Regions from separate parts of the Pan troglodytes genome. Here region 1 is linked to region 2. A link is a contact called in public HiChIP or PLAC-seq data. All regions are on one chromosome and are shown on one strand. The core of a region is the stretch at or near the end of the contact, and the rest is flanking DNA. Distances in the headings are between cores, read along the strand shown. Region 1 holds the start of LOC129136149 (putative HTLV-1-related endogenous sequence). Region 2 holds the start of ACTA1 (actin alpha 1, skeletal muscle).

Region 1 (6,174 bases), core at 2,150-4,649, 160 kb after region 2:
GAAATTCCTGGCATTTTCCACTACGTATACTTTTCAGCTCCTTTCTGAACATCGCTGCTTAGCATCAAAATTACTTTCAGCCAATTTGTAATCTCCCAGGTCTCAGATGGCTGAAGCAGAGTTCCTTGGGAAGTCCCAAGCCATACTAACTGGCCAGGGCTTTAAGAATGTAGTGTATCTAATGGCATTTGGTAGAACTGTTTCATATTCAGACTAAGGGTTTCATCCAAAACCTAAGATTTCAATTTGTTTCACGATATTACATAAAGTATAGTATTCATGTGGTGACTTCAAAGCAACAAAAATGTTCAACACTACTCAGTCTGTGGAAGGTGAAATACTGTTTTAATATGTTAAAAAGCATATTAAATGAACACATTAATGAGAGGTAGCTCATAAACAGTACATTTCAGCAGGGCACAGTGGCTCATGCCTGTGATCTCAACACTTTGGGAGGTGGAGGCGTGAGGATCACTTGAGCCCAGGAGTTTGAGATGAGACTGAGCAACAGAGAGAGACCTCGTCTCTACAAAAAAAATTAAAAAAAAAAAATTAGCCAGGTGTGGTGGCATGCACCTGTGGTCCCAGCTACTCAGGAGGCTGAAGTGGGAGGATCACTTGAGATGGGGAGATGGAGGTGGCAGTGAGCCGTGATTGTGTCACTGCACTCCAGCCTGGGTGACAGAGCGAGGTCCCATCTCAAAAAAAAAAAAAAAAAAGGGAAACAAAAACCCAGTACATTTCATTCCTCATCTCTCTGTTAAGCTACACAGAGCCTCCTTTTACAGAAGAGCAAATAAGCACAGAGTACAAAGGAGTTTAAAGGTTAGGCAAACATTCCTTCACCAGCTCAGAGGCAAATGTCCAGAAGAGAGCCTGACTGTTTCACTTTTAAGGAACAATGCTGTATAAATATGGCCACTGATACGTCAAAGTGACAGCCTAGGACTTGGTTCTAGGTGACTTTTACTTCAGCTTGGCAAACTTCTACTGTCCTGCTTGCTCCTTCTAAAACTCATTTTCTTTTTTTGAGACAGAGTCTCACTCTGTTGCCCAGGATGGAGTGCAGTGGCACAATCTTGGCTCACTGTAAACTTCACCTCCTGGGTTCAAGCAATTCTCATGCCTCAGCCTCCCAAGTAGCTGGGACTACAAGCGTACCACCATGCCCAGGTAATTTTTTGTATTTTTAATAGGGCTGGGGTTTCGCCATGTTGGCCAGGCTGGTATCGAACTCCTGAGCTCAAGTGATCCGCCCAGCTCGGCCTTCCAAAGTGCTGGGATTACAGGCGTGAGCCATCACCTCTGGCCTCATTTTCTATTTATTAGTTTCTACTAGTTTTCGATTAATTTCCTCTATTAGAAGAAAAGATTCAATTCAGAGTTGCAAAGTAAAAACATACTTGGAAGTTACCATGAAATAAGAATACTAATGGTCAAAGCCTTATGATCAGAATGTAATCAATCTGTGAAGCTCAAAAGTTCAGTTAACTGTGTCTGAAGTGGAGATGCCAAAGATATGCTCTATTTTATCAGTTGTTATCATGCGTATACGAAAAATGAAACATAAAAGCTCTATCTCCTGAACTCTTCCAATCCTTTCTTACGGATTCATGACCCCCACTTGCTTTTCTTATTTGGACATTCCACCCTTCCCCTAGTGCTCCGTGCTCCTTACTCAGGTTAAAGAAACTAAGCCGCAAAGGGCTAAAGAGCACTTGAAAATAAAGAAGTGCAAAGATGTAACCAAAAATTGCTAAAGACCATGTTTTCCTTACAACATTTCTGACTGTGGTTCTCTACAGGAAGAACCAGACCACTGCCATTTGCAGAAACATTTGCAAACACTTGTCCTGATGAAGGCATCGACTTACGGGAGGATTTCCTAAGCCTTCTAGGAACAGATGTCATGCCCCTTTGTCACCAAGAACAGGGCAGTACCAGTCACAGGAGTCACTCACTGAAGGTGGACCAAATGCACTGTGACCCCAGCATGGAAGCCCTTCCAAAAGTTCCCATTTTTTCTTACAAGACAAACTGACGCCTTCCTCAAGACCCTCTCCTCTCTGCCTCCTCATCCACCTCTCCAGCGTGGTGCTCAAAACACACCCTTCTTGAGTTACCCACAGGCCTGAGATGTTCTGCGTGCTGCCTGGTTAATGCCTCCCTGACACCCCTGTCTGGGTCATCTTTTCTAACACACTTTCACGGACCACACTCCTTCAGAACTCTTGCCTGGTTTTTAATTATTCACTCATTAGTATCACAATTGGATTAATACTGCATTCCCTCAATAGACTACGCTCTATGAGACCAGAGCCGTGTCTGCTGTGTTTCTGCAGGACGTACAGCCCTCCCAGCACGGTGCCCGCTTCCCTAATGCCATTCCACAGTATTTGTTGCAGAGAAGGAAGCAGCATGCCAGGACAGATGGAGACAGGACTAATTTGGCTTGAGGTATGTAATTTTGAACTTGAGCCTCTCTCTGGGACTGTAAAACTCCAAATCAAAGTCTTAATCTGAGAATACATACATCTGAAAGAGTGATTAGGGACTGGTAAACATCTATTAATATTCAACTCTGATACAAAGTACAAGTTGTTTATTCTTACCACGCAAGGCCAAAAAAGGGGAGGAAAAAAAAAGCACACAGCATATGCACTGGGAAAGCTTTCGCTTATTCAAAACAGTATTTGTCAAGCACCTCCAGGTCTGGGTGCTGCAGGGGAAACAAAGATTAAACAGCCAGGGCTTTGCTTCCAAGGTGCTTACGGTCTTAAGAAGGAGACAAGACATGTTTATAAATAGCCAAAATGCAACCCAGAAAAGGCTAAAAAACACTGAGAGGGAGGGAGAAATAAACGAAGCAAGAGGTCTCCGGAGGAAGAGATGAATGAATTAGCCTATTAATAACTCCTCACTGTAATCCCAATGTAAAGCAAGGAATTCCAAACCAGGAAAGGTCAAACTGAAGTATTTGAGGAACACAGGCGTCGCCCTAAGCCCTTCACAGGCTCGCTGGGGATAATATCGCAGCTGAAACGGAACATCAAGCTGGCTTTCCAAACCTTCAGTTATTTACATTAGACTGAGAGGGGAAAAGCGCTAAGAGTGCAAGAGCAGAGAAAGAGCAAGAGGAAACTTGAAAAGGCGGATCACGCCAATGCGCTGTGCACAGCCCCCCCGCGCCCCGCGCACCCGCTACCCCACCCGAGCCCCCAGCGGCCCGCGTCCCCCATCCCGGTCCCAAGCCCAGACACCTCCGAGATCCGTCCCCCGGCTCCGGCCGGCACCACCGCCACCCTCAAGACCCCCGCAGCCCAGGCCCGGCCCCGCGCCACCGACGACCCCCGCGGCCCGATCCGCGCGCCCCGCCAGCCCGGGCCTCGTACCGTAGGTTTCGGACATGGCCGTCTGCGACATCTTGGGAGCGGCGCCGCCTCTCGCCGGGTCACCGGCTGCACTCGCCCGCGGTCCGCCGGCGCGTCTCGGTGGGGAAGGACCTGGGGCGGGGGACCGGAGGAGGGAGGGGCCCGACCGGTCCCCACGGCAACCGCCGGTCTCCCAGCGGCTGCGGCCCAGCCGGACTCCAGCTCCGCGCAGGCGCAGGGCCCTCCACCCTCCGTCCGGCCGCGACCGCGAGGAGGAAGAGGAGATGGGCTACGCGAGGCCCGGCCCACCCCGCGTTCGCGCGTGCGCACGGGGAGGCCGGGGCGGGGCGCATGAGGACTTCGGCGCGCGCCGAAAGCACGTGCGCGGGCTGGGCCCTCTGGCGGTGTGCGCCCAGCTGGGCAGAGCGGCAGGTGGGGGCGTTGGGGGCTGAGTCCCGATTTCCCTGAGGGAGGGTCGGGTAGAGGCGGGCGGTGGGCAGGTTTGGGGGTGACAGAGGGCTGGGGACAGTGGGGTCCAGTTGCCGTACAGAGGAGGAAGGTGCCCGCACTGGGGAGGAAAGCAGTCCATTTGCCAAATTGGCCCGTCTCAGTTAAGACGTTGTCTTCGGTCATCATCTGCGGCTGTCAGCCAGGAAAAAACTTCCCTGACGCTGTTACGATGGAGGCCAGAACTTGGTTAATGTGTAACAAGGAGGCAGTAGGCCCCAGGTGTCCAGCCAGAGGCCGCCCTGTGAATGGGAGGCAGGTTCATTTACCCGTTGGGAAGCTAAGCTTTCACTCCAAACTGCCGGGCCCTCTTGGATGGAGCTGAGCGGGTGTGGGCGGAATGGCAGAAGCGCAAGATGCCCAGGTGCTAAAAGGTCATCGCAAGACTACAGGCTGCAGCCTCTCCACATCCCATTTTAGAGGGTTCTGGATTACGGTTGAGAAGTATCTCCCGGCCCTCAGCTGGGGATGTGTTTCCAAATTTATGAGTTTTTTTAATTTTTATTTTTTAACAGGATCTGGCACTGTCAGCCCAGCCCAACCGATTCTCCCGCCTCAGCCTCCTGAGTAGCTGGGGCTAGGGGCTCATACGACCACACCGCGCCAATTTTTAAATTTTTTGTAGAGATGGGGTCTCGTTATGTTGCCCAGGCTGGTCTTGAACTCCTGAGTTCAAGCATCCTCCCTCCTTGGCCTCCCAAATTGCTGGGATTACAGGCATGAGTCATCTCACCTGGCCTTGGATAGTTTGGTTTCAGAAGCAAAACTGAGTTAGAATCCCCTTCTGTGGGAAATGTAGAGATAAACATTTATGGGAAAGAGAATTTTGGTTAAGGATTTGGCCCATCTGAGCTTGATCAGGGCCACATAGCGCCTCATAGTTCCCAACCTTGTTCACAATAGGTAGTCGAATGCTCAAAATATCCTTGGCTAAGCTCCCAAGTGACCTGGACTGTGTGGAAAATGCCAGTACATACTTTTGTGTGTGTGTGTGAGTCAGTTTGGCTCCATCCTCCACATAAATTGGCATCAGAGCTTCCCTCTTCCCCAGTGGCTATTTGGGTCGGTATTTTTCTCTTGTCTCCGATCCTAATAACAAATAAATGCAGTTTTTTCTAAATCACAGAGAAGGCCCCATGGTGAAAAGTTGTGACAGCTGTAATTCCTAAAACTCTTTTGTATATATTTCTTGTTCAGTGGCTCAGATCATTTGCTGCTTTCTTGTTTGTCTCTCTGCATGTCGTGTTTGATTTAGGCTCCTGAGTATAACAGATTGGTTCTGATTAAAACCATTTCAGAGGAAAGACAGTGATCCCAGGAAGCGGGAAGAAAACAGCATCACCTGAAGTTATTCCTATTCGTTAGATTTGTTTTCTTCCTGCGAAAAACCGCTATGTACAAGAAAGAAGTCAGTGAGCTGCAGTGATAGTTAGCATTATTCACTGAAACTGGACCAGAGATCCCTGAAACCTGGACAAGGTGGTAGAAATACAAATTATGCTGCCATTTCAAAGCTGTGGGCAGTTTTCTACTTTGTGGAAAATGAAGACTTAGGTAGGCCTTTGGGAAAGACGATTTGTTTTGGAAAAACCACCCAAAGGGATCATTTGGTTTGCAAATGTAACTGCAGTATCACAACTGGAAGAAGAAATATACAAGGGCGAGGTTTGAAGGAGCCATTCAGTATCCTTGGATGATACTGTGGAAGATTCTTTGCATCTCAGTAACTTTGGATCTTTGAAGATCCAAGAAAATAAATTTCTTCAGAATATTTTTAGAGACTGCTTTGATTCTGAGGCACTGCTGATTATATGGAAGAAAAAAAATATTGGAAGATTAATTTGTGGTTTTCTCCAGTTATCGTCTCCCTTCTCTTTGGGGGAGGTTTGTGACGCAGTAAAAACAGATATACAAAAGCCTAGGCATGTTGGAGATTTGCCTAAGGGAAATGTAATTATGAAGAAGGATTTTTTTCAAGCTGAAACTAGATCCCACTTTTTTCCAGGTCAGTGGGTCCTTCAAGTATCTGGTACTTTCCTTCCTGCTTCCTGACAATGTTAAAGAATGTGGCATGACCTTACATTTAATGCCCAACATGAGGAGCCCTGGGGCTTGATGCATGAGATTCTTGGAGCTAGGCCTGGTGGAGGGCACTGGTCACAGCCTCGGTGGAATGGTGACTTTCTTTGATAACTGGAATTGAAGAAAATGAGTGGACTTGTGTCTGAGCACTTGGGAACTCAGCAATCCCTGGGTGTTACCTTGAGAAGGAGCCAAATTCCGGACATACAAGTGG
Region 2 (6,093 bases), core at 2,452-4,951:
TAATCCTCAGATCAGTCTTACGGAGTATCGTGAGTTGAGAATGCTTTCTGGAAAGTCACTTGTCCAAGATCACATAGCCAGTCAGAGGGGAAGGTAAATGCAGCTCTGCTTGATTCCAGAATGCAAGCTCCTAACCAGTTCATGATATTCTGGGTATAAAGAATGTTGAAGAGAGGGCACTGCTCCAATGAATCATCAGGTTCTTAGAGGTGGCCATGAGTGCAAAAACCACCAGCTTCAGGAGGAGGAAAAAGAAAATCCAAGCCCAAGCCCTTTCTTTGGGCTGCCAGGAGTTGACCCAACTTTTTTTTTTTTTTTTTTTTTGAGATGGAGTCTCTGTTGCCCAGGCCCGGAGTGTAGTGATGGGATCTCGGCTCACTGCAACCTCTGCCTCCCAGGTTCAAGTGATTCTCCTGCCTTAGCCTCCCGAGTAGCTGGGATTATAGGTGTGCACCACCACGCCTGGCTAATTTTTGTGTTTTTAGTAGAGACGGGGTTTCACCATGTTGGCCAGGCTGGTCTTGAACTCCTGACCTCAAGTGATCCACCAGCCTCGGCTTCCCAAAGTGCTGGGATTACAGGCATGGGCCACCGCGCCTGGCCGACCCGACGTTTTTAAGTAGCTTCTGAGGAGAATGAGTTGGTCTTTGTCTACCCTGTTCCTGGAATATCTCTAACTTGGAGTGCCCAGCCAGCCCCTCAAAGCTGAGTTTCTGGGGAAGCTACGGCTTTTCATGTCAGGATGTCTTTGGCTCATTATTGGGAAACATCCCTCAAGGGCCTGTTCTGTTTCGAACTGTTCCCAGTGTTGGTGAAGATTAGAGAGAAGCAGCAGTCCTTGCCCTCCCTGGCCACTGGCAGTAGAAGGAAAGACAGCCCAAGCCCGTCTCCTCCACTGGCTGCTGTGGAACCTGGGGTGTGTTTTAGCTCACTAAGCCTCAGTTTTCTTTAAAAAAAAAAAACTGGAATGAGTAATACCTATCTTATTTACCTTAGGATAGTTAAAAGGTTAATTGAAACACGAAAGCATATTATAAAGTGTTTTACCAATTCCTGTTTTAATTGATAGGAAACACACTAGGAAGACTGGAACTGAGCAAGATTGGGGTACGGGTGTGTGGAGTGTTGAGGGGCACAATTGGAGAGAAGGGAAGTGTGAACACACCGGGGTAGTGGTAGCAGAAGGGCCCGGTCAGGGTATGAAGAGCTGAGGCTGCACCTGAAAACTTAGAAGCAGGAACTCCCTGTCAAGCATACCCTACATGGCTGACCTTTACTTAGTGACAGTTCTCAAAAGGCTGTGCAGGGTGCCGCTGCGCTCCCCCAAAACATACATGTATGGAGACGTGGCTCTGCCACCCACCATTCAGTCTATTCTCTAAGCCAATGAGAATGCAACAAGACCAGAATGGGACTGAGGGTGGCCTGTGGTGACCTGTCAGGGACTATTTAAACCAGCCGCAAATCATGTGGGCAGGGAACAGATGCCTGGCTGGCCACCTCAGGGGCCATCTCCCACAGTTTGCTGTACTAGCAGGTCTCTGTTCGCTTGTGTTTTTAATCATGGTCAGCTTTTAGTGTGGGTTTGAATGTAACAGACTGAGCTTAGAAAAGCTTTCTGTAAGGAAAGGTAAGAGTTGAACTGAGCAAGAGTTTTGAAAAATAGTGACAATCCCATTCTCCTTTGGAATGCGCACAAATATTGAGGTATCCAGTGAACGGCAGCAAATTTCCTACCTTCAAGGCCCAAATGTAAGCTAGTCCCCTTACGTTACATGCAGCTCATTTGCTAAGTGGTTTTTTTCTAGTATCTCCACTACTCGCTGACACAGGAGGACACAGGATGTTAAAAAGGAAATACAGTTCTGTCAATTGTTCACTTATTCTCCAAAATACTTGGAAGAACTAAATATGAAACCATAGGAGACTATACTCACCACATAGTCCCTATACTAGTCAAACTCCTTATTTTTTAACTGATCATTTTTAGGAAGGTAGCATTTTATTCACTAAAACATTTTTGTTAATACTTGTTTATTTTTAGGATGAACTGCCATGATGTGGGCTACAGAGGAGGGTCGCATATGCTTCCATCCCCCTTTTAGAGAATCCACACCTGTCCCAGTTGCTGGGTTCCACTACCAAAAGTGAATTGCAACTATTTTAGGAGCACTTAAGCACATCCGAAAAATGAGTGATTCTGTTCTGGCCCACACCACATCACTGATGTACCCCCTTAAAGCATGTCCCTGAGTTCATCACAGAAGACTGCTCCTCCTGTGCCCTCCACAAGGTTAGAACTGTCCTTGTCTTAGGGAAAAAAGAGAGAGAGAGAGACAGGCACCAACTGGGTAACCTCTGCTGACCCCCACTCTACTTTACCATAAGTAGCTCCAAATCCTTCTAGAAAATCTGAAAGGCATAGCCCCATATATCAGTGATATAAATAGAACCTGCAGCAGGCTCTGGTAGATGATGACTCCAAGGTGGACTGGGAGGCAGCCCGGCCTTGGCAGGCATCATCCTCTAAATATAAAGATGAGTTTGTTCAGCCTTTGCAGAAGGAAAAACTGCCACCCATCCTAGAGTGCCGCGTCCTTGTCCCCCCACCCCCTCCAATTTATTGGGAGGAAGGACCAGCAAAGCCTCATCTAGGAAGAGCCCCTCACCCATCTCTACCTCCACTCCAGGTCTAGCCAGTCCTGGGTTGTGACCCTTGTCTTTCAGCCCCAGGAGAGGGACACACATAGTGCCACCAAAGAGGCTGGGGGAGGGCCTCAGCCCACCAAAACCTGGGGCCAGTGCGTCCTACAGGAGGGGAACCCTCACCCCTTCAATCCCTTTAGGAGACCCAAGGGCGCTGCGCGTCCCTGAGGCGGACAGCTCCGTGTGCTCAGGCTTTGCGCCTGACAGGCCTATCCCCGGGAGCCCCCGCGCCTCCTCCCCGGCGCTCCGCCCTCGCCTCCCCCCGCCAGTTGTCTATCCTGCGACAGCTGCGCTCCCTCCGGCCGCCGGTGGCCCTCTCTGCGGTGGGGGAAGGGGTCGACGTGGCTCAGCTTTTTGGATTCAGGGAGCTCGGGGGTGGGAAGAGAGAAATGGAGTTCCAGGGGCGTAAAGGAGAGGGAGTTCGCCTTCCTTCCCTTCCTGAGACTCAGGAGTGACTGCTTCTCCAATCCTCCCAAGCCCACCACTCTACACGTCTCCCTCTTCCCGGTAGTCGCGAGTGGGAGCTTGGGGATCTGAGCAAAGAACCCGAAGAGGAGTTGAAATATTGGAAGTCAGCAGTCAGGCACCTTCCCGAGCGCCCAGGGCGCTCAGAGTGGACATGGTTGGGGAGGCCTTTGGGACAGGTGCGGTTCCCGGAGCGCAGGCGCACACATGCACCCGCCGGCGAACGCGGTGACCCTCGCCCCACCCCATCCCCTCCAGCGGGCAACTGGGTCGGGTCAGGAGGGGCAAACCCGCTAGGGAGACACTCCATATACGGCCCGGCCCGCGTTACCTGGGACCGGGCCAACCCGCTCCTTCTTTGGTCAACGCAGGGGACCCGGGCGGGGTCCCAGGCCGCGAACCGGCCGAGGGAGGGGGCTCTAGTGCCCAACACCCAAATATGGCTCGAGAAGGGCAGCGACATTCCTGCGGGGTGGCGCGGAGGGAATGCCCGCGGGCTATATAAAACCTGAGCAGAGGGACAAGCGGCCACCGCAGCGGACAGCGCCAAGTGAAGCCTCGCTTCCCTCCCGCGGCGACCAGGGCCCGAGCCGAGAGTAGCAGTTGTAGCTACCCGCCCAGGTAGGGCAGGAGTTGGGAGGGGACAGGGGGACAGGGCACTACCGAGGGGAACCTGAAGGACTCCGGGGCAGAACCCAGTCGGTTCACCTGGTCAGCCCCAGGCCTGCGCCCTGAGCGCTGTGCCTCGTCTCCGGAGCCACACGCGCTTTAAAAAGGAGACAAGACAGTCAGCCTCTGGAAATTAGACTTCTCCAAATTTTTCTCTAGCCCCTTTGGGCTCCTTTACCTGGCATGTAGGATGTGCCTAGGGAGATAAACCGTTTTGCTTTAGTTGTCGCCGAGGCAGTTCCCTTCCAAACTAGCGCTAGAGCGAATGAGCGAGCAGCCAGGACCACCCACTCTGGGTTTCCAACAGGCGAAAAGGCCCTTTCTGAGTTTGAAATGTCATAGGGTTCCTAACAGGCCACTCTTCCCTGGATGGGGTGCCAACGCCTTTCCCATGGGCATCTCCTTCCACCCTCACGTTGGCCCAGCGAGCAGGCAGTGCTGAGGCCTTATCTTCCTACGTGACAGATGTGGTCAGGGAGGCGCAGAGAGGATGGGCACTAGCGTCCAGCTCCTGGAGCAGGTGTCAGGCAGGGAGGGCGGACAGGTCTTGGGGAACATGTTCCCCTGGCTATGTGGACAGAGGACTTCTCAGTGGGGTCTCACGACCCTGTGCCCCTTTTCCTGGTGCAGGGCAGCCCTTAGCCGGGGCAAAGGTCGGGAAGAGAACCCCTGGTCGCCGCTCTGGCAGAATTTGAGTGGCTCCGGCAGGGGATGTCCCCAGGTTCCTGGGGAGGGAGGACGTCGGGGCCAGCCAGGCCTACCCCCCTGCCGCTGAGACTTCTGCGCTGATGCACCGCGCCTCTTCGCGGTCTCCCTGTCCTTGCAGAAACTAGACACAATGTGCGACGAAGACGAGACCACCGCCCTCGTGTGCGACAATGGCTCCGGCCTGGTGAAAGCCGGCTTCGCCGGGGATGACGCCCCTAGGGCCGTGTTCCCGTCCATCGTGGGCCGCCCCCGACACCAGGTCAGGCTGCCCCTCCGCAGAGGGAGCCGGCTCGGGGTCCCCGCGTAACCCAGCCTGGTGCCACCCGGAGCGGCGTTAACGGGTGCGTGGTGTCTCGGCTCCGCAGGGCGTCATGGTCGGTATGGGTCAGAAAGATTCCTACGTGGGCGACGAGGCTCAGAGCAAGAGAGGTATCCTGACCCTGAAGTACCCTATCGAGCATGGCATCATCACCAACTGGGATGACATGGAGAAGATCTGGCACCACACCTTCTACAACGAGCTTCGCGTGGCTCCCGAGGAGCACCCCACCCTGCTCACCGAGGCCCCCCTCAATCCCAAGGCCAACCGCGAGAAGATGACCCAGATCATGTTTGAGACCTTCAACGTGCCCGCCATGTACGTGGCCATCCAGGCCGTGCTGTCCCTCTACGCCTCCGGCAGGACCACCGGTGAGTGCCCGCTGCCCCCAGTCCCCTCCCCCGCCCCCGCCCCCGCCGCTAGCGCTGAGCGCCTAGCCTCGGCCTCGCCCCCAGCCACTCACTCTCTCCCGCGCGCGCACAGGCATCGTGCTGGACTCCGGCGACGGCGTCACCCACAACGTGCCCATTTATGAAGGCTACGCGCTGCCGCACGCCATCATGCGCCTGGACCTGGCAGGCCGCGATCTCACCGACTACCTGATGAAGATCCTCACTGAGCGTGGCTACTCCTTCGTGACCACAGGTGCGCGGCGCCCCTGCACCCCGGGCGGGAGGGCCGGCGGCGGCCCCTGAGTGAGGGCTCCTCTCCTGCTTCTGCCCTCCGCAGCTGAGCGCGAGATCGTGCGCGACATCAAGGAGAAGCTGTGCTACGTGGCCCTGGACTTCGAGAACGAGATGGCGACGGCCGCCTCCTCCTCGTCCCTGGAAAAGAGCTACGAGCTGCCAGACGGGCAGGTCATCACCATCGGCAACGAGCGCTTCCGCTGCCCGGAGACGCTCTTCCAGCCCTCCTTCATCGGTGAGCCCCGCTCGCCCTCGCGCCGGCCCCCAGGCCCCGCCGGCCCCCGGCGCCCCGAGCTTCTGCTCACACTCCCCCCCGCGGTCCCCAGGTATGGAGTCGGCGGGCATTCACGAGACCACCTACAACAGCATCATGAAGTGTGACATCGACATCAGGAAGGACCTGTATGCCAACAACGTCATGTCGGGGGGCACCACGATGTACCCTGGGATCGCTGACCGCATGCAGAAAGAGATCACCGCGCTGGCCCCCAGCACCATGAAGATCAAGGTGGGTGGTGGCCTGCGCGGGCTGTCGGCGGG

Evidence for each region. HiChIP or PLAC-seq counts read pairs in DNA pulled down with a chosen protein or histone mark.
Region 1: an H3K4me3 HiChIP or PLAC-seq map of stem cell-derived excitatory neurons shows a contact between it and region 2, with 7 times the contacts expected there. The contact joins the promoter of LOC129136149 here to the promoter of ACTA1 in region 2. A contact is called at or near these places in 2 of 7 Hi-C or Micro-C datasets (both in induced pluripotent stem cells) and 1 of 1 datasets of contacts at active chromatin or transcription factors (stem cell-derived excitatory neurons).

Annotation. Positions count from the first base shown.
Region 1 is chr1:19,920,159-19,926,332 of NHGRI_mPanTro3-v2.0_pri, forward strand. It overlaps LOC129136149 (putative HTLV-1-related endogenous sequence), which reads left to right and starts at 3,400. Exons shown (of 2, transcript XM_054659929.2): 1 at 3,400-3,803; 2 at 5,177-6,174. The coding sequence starts at 3,407. The coding sequence ends at 5,190. RAB4A (RAB4A, member RAS oncogene family) reads right to left here and starts at 3,615. Exons shown (of 8, transcript XM_016940561.3): 1 at 3,393-3,615. The coding sequence starts at 3,423.
Region 2 is chr1:19,755,727-19,761,819 of NHGRI_mPanTro3-v2.0_pri, forward strand. It overlaps ACTA1 (actin alpha 1, skeletal muscle), which reads left to right and starts at 3,702. Exons shown (of 7, transcript XM_016940594.3): 1 at 3,702-3,792; 2 at 4,667-4,807; 3 at 4,914-5,238; 4 at 5,351-5,512; 5 at 5,597-5,788; 6 at 5,880-6,061. The coding sequence starts at 4,679.